Regions from separate parts of the Mus musculus genome. Here region 2 is linked to region 1. A link is a contact called in public HiChIP or PLAC-seq data. All regions are on one chromosome and are shown on one strand. The core of a region is the stretch at or near the end of the contact, and the rest is flanking DNA. Distances in the headings are between cores, read along the strand shown.

What was found. HiChIP or PLAC-seq counts read pairs in DNA pulled down with a chosen protein or histone mark.
Region 2: a contact with region 1 is called in an H3K4me3 HiChIP or PLAC-seq map of embryonic basal ganglia, with 4 times the contacts expected there. The contact joins two enhancer-like sites. A contact is called at or near these places in 1 of 484 Hi-C or Micro-C datasets (bone marrow-derived macrophages), 2 of 115 datasets of contacts at active chromatin or transcription factors (embryonic basal ganglia and oligodendrocyte precursor cells) and 1 of 9 other capture datasets (embryonic stem cells).

The regions. Positions count from the first base shown.
Region 1 is chr6:144,477,636-144,482,638 of GRCm38.p6, reverse strand. It overlaps a transcript of Sox5 not described here. Among named protein-coding and RNA genes, the nearest start is that of Sox5os3, 190 kb to the left of the region's middle. Within about 2 kb of position 1,413, at least 35 of the 459 cell types and tissues checked have an H3K27ac peak or open chromatin away from gene starts, as enhancers often do. A contact at or near this core is called in embryonic basal ganglia, where this site is marked.
Region 2 is chr6:144,927,125-144,931,958 of GRCm38.p6, reverse strand. No RefSeq gene overlaps it. Among named protein-coding and RNA genes, the nearest start is that of Gm46721, 15 kb to the left of the region's middle. Within about 2 kb of position 1,793, at least 7 of the 459 cell types and tissues checked have an H3K27ac peak or open chromatin away from gene starts, as enhancers often do. A contact at or near this core is called in embryonic basal ganglia, where this site is marked.

The sequences.
Region 1 (5,003 bases), core at 164-2,663:
GACACTACCTACATTTAGGGGAGCTCGAGAGGCCATGGGCATGCTGAGTATATCTTTCAGAATAAGTTTTAAAGTAATGTCAAATAAAGCTGGGCAAGGTGGTGCATAAAGAGAATCTTAGCACTTTAGAGGTGGAAGTAAAAAGGTGAGGAATTCAAGCTTATCCCCAGCTACATAGTGCATGCAAGGCTAGCCTGAGCTATATGAGAGCCTGCCTATAAAACTAATTAAAGAACAAACTAAAAGAAAGAAAGAAAGAAAGAAAGAAAGAAAGAAAGAAAGAAAGAAAGAAAGAAAGAAAGGAAGGAAGGAAGGAAGGAAGGAAGAAAGGAAGAAAGGAAGAAAGGAAGAAAGGAAGAAAGGAAGAAAGGAAGAAAGGAAGAAAGGAAGAAAGGAAGAAAGGAAGGAAGGAAGGAAGGAAGAAAGGAAGAAAGAAAGGAAGGAAGGAAGAAAGGAAGAAAGAAAGAAAGTCTCCTGAGCCTCCAATAGCAGAACTAAAACTGCTGTCTGTCGGTGGGGGCTGGAGATAGATCTGGGGTTGAAAGCTTTTAAGGATTCAAGTTCAGACACCAGTACTTGTGTCGATCAGCTCAGAACTGCTAGCAACCCCAACTCCAGGGGTCCCCATTCCCTCTTCTAGCATCTGTGGCACCAGCAGATATGCACATGTGTGCACACACACGCAGGCACGCACACACACACTAAATATATGATAAAATATAAAAATTATTGTCAGTAATTTCCATCTATAGAAAGCTGAGAGACGTCTGAGCAAAACTTACTCCTTAATACTAGCGTGCTAAAAGTGTTTGTACTTCAGAGAATTTAGAAATCATCTTAAAGCGCCTTTCTCTTCATGTAAACATTACACATCTTGTGTATAATGTAATGAATGTAAGAAGATATCTTCAAAGATGTGGCTTTTCTCAAATACAAAGCATAAGAATACATATGAAAAAATGGCATATCCCCTGTTGCAGATTAGTGAATCCTGTTTTTCTTGGCCCTTTCTCTGCTCCTAAGTCAACTTTAAATACTCTTTGTCCCTAGGAAAGAAATATTGAAAAGCTAGCCCCACTTAAACAGTGGATGTGTCTCTGTGTCTGACCAAGGCAACGCAGGAGGCCCAAGCCTGCCCCCTTCCCTCCTGCTCCACAAGTGCTCACCAAGGGTTAACCGAGAAGCCCTCTATTATCCTCCTGAAAGCCCAGTGGGCTCTTTCAGGAGACTCTAAACAATGGGCTCCGTGAGGCTGTTCTGTCTAATTACTCAAAGACAGGGATGTTAAAGAGGAATTAATGACAGTTGACAAGTGCAATTAATAATTATAGCTAAGCCGGGAGTCATGCAGAAGGCAGATGACAATACCTGGGTGGCTGTGCATGCCCGCCTGCATGCCTGGCTGGTGCTCTCTGTGTGAGTTTAAAGTGAGAGGCTTTGTGTTGCCTGGCCACACTTCATGCTGATGGGGCAGAAACAAATCCAGCCATTCTAATAAGCTCTCCCTCCCTCCTCTTCTCCCCTCCCCTCCTCTCCTCTCCACTCTCCTACCCTCTCCTCTCTTACCCTACCCTGCCCCACCCTACCCTACCCTGCCCTACCCTACCCTACCCTACCCTACCCTACCCTATTCTATCCTGTCCTGTCCTTCCTGTTTATCTCCTCTCCATTCTGTCCTGCCCTCAGTTCTGCCAGGAGGACTCAGACCTTACCAGGAGCTATGCTTGGCTCTCTTGTTGTCACTATAAGCTGGTTGGACAAAGCTACTTAAAATTCCTGCTGGGAAAGTGGAGGAAGGGGCAGAGAAGAGGTGGGGGCACAAGTGGGATTTCCATATCAAAGGGCAAGGCTCTGGCTCTGGATGGTAATTAAAGCACCCCAGTTTTATCTTTATGGTCAAGTCATGAAAGGAAAGAAAGAAAAAAAAAGAAGAATTCCTCAGGCCTTCCAGATGCTAGAGAGGAAAGCCTTAAATCAGATGAAAGTTGAGCTAAGAAGTATCTAAGCTAACCTGGCCAGTCTCTGTGTCTGGTACTCTGTGCTCCTCAGGCAGCTGTGAGAGGCAGCTCATCTCTTCGCTCACTTCACACAGCTTACACCTTGGGCTTCCCCAGTTTGCAGAGTCTCCATCACCTGCCAAAGTTGTGACATGCTCACCGTGCAGAGGGAGTTGTGTACTTCAAGCAAAGTAACTTGTTCAGAGACACTGCTTCAGCCTCAGATCCATGTTAGCATCACTTACCATATACATCTATTTTTAAAATACTTCAGATCTGCCTTGCATGAACCATAAACGTCGTCGTCGTCACACCCCTTACATTTACTGCTGGGCTGCTTCACTCTGCTGCTGTGTCTTCTCCAACACTCCCATTTGCAAAGTCATTGCTTTATGAAATAATTACTTTAAGCTGAAGTATGGGACTTACATGCAGTTTCAAATTTGTTAAGTGAGAAGGCCATTTGTGTTCCGGGAAAGGGAGACTTAAGCGTCTTTTTTTTTTTTTTTTTTTGGATGGGACGTTCAACTGAGATCATTAAGGATTGCTGCAGAGATTTTTTTTTTTCCCAATGAGTAGAGAAGCCCGGCCAAACTCTAATGTAGATAATTACATTTCACCTCCCTAATTCCCTGGCTGCTTTAATTAGGAACAATTCCACTTTGCATTCCCCTTACAATGTGCCTTTAAACTTCCTTCTAGCTTGCCCTCTGTCCTTTGTAGCTGCCATGTCTCCTGCTGCCTAACCTGGCCTTAGAGTGGTACTTACATCACAACAAAACCATACACTGATCCTGCCTTCAAGTGACACAGGCCCCAGCCTTTTCAGTAAATGGAGAGCAGTTAGTTTTCCTAGCAATGTCAGCCCACGCTATCTCAAAGGCCACATCTCCGCATCAATGCTCATATTCCATTCTTGTAAGGGCAAACTAGCTTATACATTCCATGTAGGCAAGAGTATGTCTGGTGTATTGAAATTGCATCAGGAAGCAATTAAGGAAAACAACAAAGGTTTGTGGGCAACAAGGACAGGACAGAACTTGTGGAGAACACTGCTCTTGGAGGAAGCCCCGCTTTGACTTGAGAGAAAGAAGCGACTGTCAGTGCTCACCGCGGTCCTTGTTGCCTGGCTTCTCACCTGCTCTCTTTTTATTCACAGTTGTGCGGCCCTTGCTAAGAACCAGGATAATGTCTTCTGGGTTTCATGCAGCAAAGTACATAGGTCATTGGGTATAATTAACAATGAGCATAGCGTTGTTAGCAGACATGAATCCAAGCACTTAAGACACAAAAAACAGATGACCCACATCCAAACTGGCAGCCTATAGTAGTCCAAGAAAGAAGTTGAAAGAACATGTTAGATGGAGTGATGAATTTGCTGACTCATTTTGGCTGCTGAGAGACTGCACTGCGCCTTGCGATCCTGAGCATAGTTAAGAAAATTTAAAACTGGTGTGGTGATACACACCTTTAATCCCAGATCTTACGAGGCTGAGGCAGGGGGATCCTTGTAAGCTTGATGTTGGCACAGGGTATGACTTACAATCTAGTCTGGGCCACATAGTGTGACTTTGTCTCAAAAGACAAAAAGCAAAACCACAAAGATGTACTCAACAAATTCTGTAAGCAGGTGTCCCCGTGAGATACACAGTCTACCTTCTTTGGTGTATAGTATTATCTTGTGACCAAATAGAGGCTGTGGAGGACACCTGAAAGATAACTGTAGATAGACCAGGAAATGAGAGGCAGAAACACTGATGATAATTAACTGATTTTTCTGGCTCCTGTGGCACCAGCTCTTGAGACACCCTGTTGATACCAACTTATTTATTTTTCCCTAAAACAATTACAATTATCAGGGATTGATAATTGCTCCCATTTTATAGCTGAGAAGACTGAGGTATAGGGAATTAAGTTTCTTAGAATATCAAATCAGCTCCACGTGTACACGGAGATTTTAGAATTCTGTTATTTTTTTTTTTTTTACTTCCATGCCTTAATATCAATTAAATACCACAGTAATAACTGGAATTATAATTATATTCTTCACAGAGAAGTGGGGTTTTCAGAATTAAACTTTATTATCGTACCCAGAGAAGACAAAATATCATGCACATTGCAGTGAAGAAAGAGACCGTGTCTCACATCTCTTTTCCATGATGGCACTCTCCTTGGGTTTGGCCCCTTCCAGGTGTGGTCTTGTTCTCAAAGATATTACTTCATGGTTCCTGCTTCTCCCAGGAGGAGACTCTACCTTTGCTTGTCTTTTGTTTGGCCTTTTCCTTCCTAGTGCTAAAGACAAAGGAAACACAAATGGCTGGAGGGGACTTGCCGAGACTTGTATGGGTCAGTGTTAGTGTTGGGGTGAAGTTCTAGGTGAATTTTTATGGCCAAATCCTGATGGTTGACATCAATAATGGACAGGTCAAAAATCTGACCACAGAGCCTTCTCAGGTGATATGTTGCTTTATAGAATCAAGATGTTAAGACAGAAAGTTGCACATGTGTTTCCCCCCCCCCCCCAACTTTTCTTTTAAGTTCTACGTGTGTGTGTGTGTGTGTGTCCGCGCGCGCATGCATCCACATGTCATGACATGCACATGAAGTCAGACAACTGTAGGGAATCAGGTCTCTCGTTCCCTACTGTGGGTCCCAGGAATTGAACTCAGACCCTCAGGCTTGGTAGCAGATGCCTTGACCTGCTGAGTGGACCTGAGAATGCACTGAGATGGAAATCTCTCTCTCTGGCAGAAGTCCCTGCAGCTGACCCGCCTGGTGGGGGCGCTGTCTTCTGCACTGGCTTCTGCTCTCTTCAGCCTTTCTCTTTGTTCCCCCTGCCCCCCTCCCTCTGCCTCCTTTGTCTTTCTTTTCTTATCTCGGTGTCTTCATGTATCTCCCTTGTTTCCCTGGCCCCAGCGCATCATTTTCTGCTTTAAAAAACTTGGCCGCGGGGGCTCTGGAATGAATAAAAATGTAATCCACACTGTGCCCATTGTGCGCTCTCAT
Region 2 (4,834 bases), core at 544-3,043, 450 kb before region 1:
TATTAATCCAGGGCTTTCAAAGCATTGGGTACGAATGAGTTCATCTCTTACATCATTTCCTAACGAGGACCCTAGCAGCTGTGGACTTAGTCGAAGTACTCAAAGTTATGTCTACCAATGTGACGTGACAGTAGTGTTCAGCTAAATAATGTAATGCACAGTTAGAATCCTGACCCTTCCTCTACGATCTGTTAACATTCACAGATATGAATGATTTATATAGATTTATTAAAAAATTTAAAATGTATTGTCAGAAAAGGGTTGAGTTCCCTGGGCTTGGAGTTACAGATGGCTGTAAGCTGCCTTGTAAGTAAACCTGGATCCTTTGGAAGTACAGCCAGCGCTCTTAATTTTTTTTTGAATTAATTTTTTAGTCAGTTTACAAAATAGTGGGGTGAATTACGAAAGTCTCCTACACATGTATCATTGTGTTTTGCTCATAATTGCACCATCATATCCCTCTCTTGTCTTCTGCTTGCTGCTCCCTGTGTTGGCTGGTATTGTGTGTCAACTTATAACACAAGCTATCGTCATCAGAGAGGAAAGAGCCTCAGTTGAGGAAATGCTCCATGCGATCCAGCTGTGGTGCATTTTCTTAGCTAGTGATCAATGGGGGAGGGACCAGCCATGGTGGGTGGTACCATCTCTGGGCTGAGCAAGCCAGTTTGGGGTACCATCCCTCCATGGCCTCTGCATCAGCTCCTGCTTCCAGGTTCCTGTCCTGTTTGTATTCCTGTCCTGACTTCCTTCAATATGAACAGCAATATGGAAGTGTAAGCCAAATAAACCCTTTCCTCTCCAACTTGCTTTTTGGTCATGGTGTTTCATCACAGCAATAGAAACCCTGACTAAGACATTCCCCTTCCAAATACCACCCCCCATGCTGACCTGTCATATATATGTATATAATTGTATGCATATAATTAAATCTATATTCTCCTATGAGAGAGAAGGTGATATGTGGTTTACTCACAGAGCATGTGTCTCACATGCACAGAATTCTGACTATAGTCTCCAGCATTGCAAAAAATATGATTGACTGCAGTGTGAAGCCATGGTGGCCTGTGAGTGTGGTGCACTGTGGCCATGGAAACTGTGCTCTGCCCACCCCTTCCTGTCTGTGTTTGCCCCATCAGGCTCTTTGGGAGCTTGTCCTTTACCCAGAGTGCTTGACAGAACGTTGAGGAGCCCACATCTTGGTCAGCACATCACGTACCTGGTCCTTGGGTTCCCCTCTGCTGACCATGTATGGGAATGAAGGGACAGCTGTCCATCCAGGGAGTCTTTGTTCATTTTGCTTGAGGGAAGAAATAGAAAGAAAGAAAGAAAGAAAGAAAGAAAGAAAGAAAGAAAGAAAGAAAGAAAGAAAGAAAGAAAGAAAGAGAAAGGAAGGAAGGAAGGGAGGGAGGGAGGGAGGGAGGGAGAGAGGGAGGGAGGGAGGGAGGGGGATAGAGAGAGAGAGAGAGAGAGAGAGAGAGAGAGAGAGAGAGAGAGAGGGAGAGAGAAGAATGAAAGGGAAAAGATACCTTGGAACAAGTGCCAGTCGGAAGATCATTTTCTCCGACCCTTTGCAAACGCCTGGCTGTACCCTGGCTTTCCTTCTCTCTTTTACTTGTGACAAAGGTGAAGGCCAGTGCTGCAAGTGAAATCCCTCTCCTCTTTGTCTCATCGGTATTTATTCCTCATGCTTACTGAGCCTCTGTCACGTCTCAGGGAAGGAATTCCCTCCTGAGCAGTGCAATTAGGAAGGCAATGGAGACTATTAAACATCTCTGAATACAGGTGGCAAATTGCCATGAAGCCCATCTCTGGAGCCCACCAAAGGGCTGTGAGTGAGCTGCCAATCACCGCCCACCATTCCAGCACTGCTTTATGCTTCTTTTCAATACCAGCCCCTCCAAGATTAGCTTCCTCATCCTCCCCTCCCCACATCTTGCCTCCTAAATGCATATCAATATCAGGGAGCAAGCATGAGGCAGGTGGAGCGACAAGAAATTCAAAGTAGCGAGACCAAAAGCAAGCAAGCAAGCAACTAACCAAGCAAGCAACTAACCAACTAACCAAGCAACCAACCAACTAGCTAACCAACCAACCAACCAACCAAGCAAGCAACCAACCAACCAGCTAACCAACCAGCTAACCAACCAACCAACCAACTAACCAACTAACTAACCAACCAACTAACTAAGCAATCAAAACAAGCCCCACCAGCTCCCAGGTCAGTTGGAGAAGAGCTGCCTACACACAGTCTTGTCACAGGAGATCTCTGCCCCAGGGTCCAACTTCCAGAAGTAAAAATAGTTGCCTGTGCATCTGCTATGCAAACTGTTTGGTGGCTGTCTGACATGGGTAGCCAGGAGTCTATGTTTTATTGACCCCATGTAGTGGACAAGTGCAGATGCTATGCTGAACAGTTCTCAAGGCCTATAGTGAAGGAGCAGTAGTATGCATGTGGAGAACTGACTCTCTCATTATTCTCCTCTCACCTCAGGAAATCCCCATTCTGGTCCCTTGAGAGCACTCCAGGGTGGCCCCTGTTTCGCCATGAGGAAGCTAATGAACCAACCTAACTTGGTTGGGTTTGGAGGTGGAGGTGAGGAATTATGCCCGAGGTCACACAGTCCCTGAAAGTCGAGAAAACAAACACACAGGCAGGCATAGCAGTCCGTAGCATTTCCTGGAATAAAATGTGTCGAATAGTTTCTGATTAATTTTCCATTTATCAGACATGGGAATGCCACACGGGAAGCCACGAGAAAGTCAAACTAAACAAGACCCAGGGAGCAAGGACACCATTGTACATTCCAAGTGTCAATCACTCAGAGACAAGGAAGTTCCCCTCACAGCCTGGGGGTGGCCAGTTGCAAGTGCCCATTTTTGAATTGTAGTGACCTCTCTTGTCCATACTTGGCCTCTTATAGGGAACACAGGCACCACGGAGTCCAGAGTAACTCCATTCATTTAGAAATGGTTCTTTTAAGGCTGAGAGGATGGTTTCATTGGTGAACTGTGCATGCGTAAACCCACTCCTGAGAAGGGCAGGGCCAGCAGGGCCCCTGAGCACTGTGGTCAGCCTGTCTGTGGAGCCAGGGAGCTTGGTTTCCGTAAGAGACCCCGACTCAAAAACCAAGATGGCAAGTGATTAAGGAAGACCGCTGATGCCAACCTCTGGCCTCCACATGTATGTGTACACATAAGTACATGCACACGTCCGTGCAAATATGACATAGTGTACAACATGCACACACACATATTTAAAAATCTTTTTTCTAGAAAAATCCCCAGACTTTGGACAGTTAAAAAAAAAAAAAAGAACAATGTTTCCAGAAATATCAAAACCTTGGGCACATAGGGTAGGAATGGGCATATACACCCCACAATTTGTGTTATGACAGCCATCTCTTATGAGTGTCACATGGTCACTAGCAAACAGAGACAGGAGGGAGGAGGTACCATGGACAGCCAACTGAACTGCTTGCAGTAGAGACAGTTACATGTACACACCATGGAAGTGGTCAGACCGACTCAGAGCCACACTTTTCTGTTGTTACTAAAGTGTGACATGGATGTGAAACCATGCCTCAAGTGTGGATGAGCAACCTGACAACTTCCCACAGAGCTTAGACACCGCCAAGATTACTGAAGCAACATCAGCAGGGCCCTGGGACACTCAGACGTCTCCCTCCACCCCAGTCCTGAGGTCCTCATTCTCCAGTTCAAATTTTGCGTCTGGTCGCAGGCGTCTATTTACACAGGACCATGGTTTATTTGCGTTCATTTTGCAGTGTTTCATCTCATAAATGGGCCTCATCTGAGGGCCCTTCTGTTATGGGTGGACCCCACGTGGCTTTTGGTGGAGGTTGCTACAGACATTTCTGTATTTGCTTCTAGTGCAGACCCGTGTATCCTGGGACAACCTCAGGTATAAGTAGATTTCTTACCTGTTCAGTGTAGCAAGTGGGGTAATTCTGTTATAAAGGCTACATTATTGTGTTGCAGTTTGGTCTTGATTTCTTCTGAACATTCTTTTCCCATTTCCTGAACTATCTATCTTTCTTCCTAATATCAAACTGACCTCGGGCGCAAGGATCTGAAGTTTAGTGCTCTGGGCTCAGGAGCTGAGGCCACGCTACAGTCTATGCTGTTATGAGCTGCTTCCCCTCCCACACGCCCTGGGGCCCCACGGCCAACTGTTGTCTTTAGCGGGCTCCTGGGAGTACATGGTGCCTGTGACCAAAAGTGGTATGCTTTCCAACAAAACTCAAACATTTGTGATTTTCTCAGTTATAAAAAAATTTTTTAAGGTAGATGAATTTACATTTGACTCTCTGAATCTGGCTCATTTTAATAAGCCATTTTTGTATGCAAAGGAGTGCTGACATTAGCTAGTTTTATCATACTGATTACTATGGAAACATTTATCTATAAATATAGAGCCCTTTAAAGCTTAGCCTTTTATCTTTATAGAAAAAGGCCTGTTTATGTCACTTCTAAGATCCAAGCTTTAATGTAGACATGAGCTATTCTCCTGCCAAACACGACAACCTCAGTGCTGGGGCCTGCAAGCTTTGAAAAGAGGAATTTGTGCTGAGACTATTATTTTCTGATAAAATAATAGTGCAATAAAAGTATTTTAAGATACTCACTCAAGCTTAAACTGTGGTCTGTTCAGTTCCTGTTGCTGAATTTAATGCTTTGAATGTGTTGTACATCTTTTTTTCTTCCTGAAATATATTGTCTTTACATTTTTAGCAAATGTGTCTATGGGTTTGTGTGTGTGTGTGTGTGCATGTGTGTCTGTGTCTCTCTGTGTGTGTGCATGTGTATGCGTCTG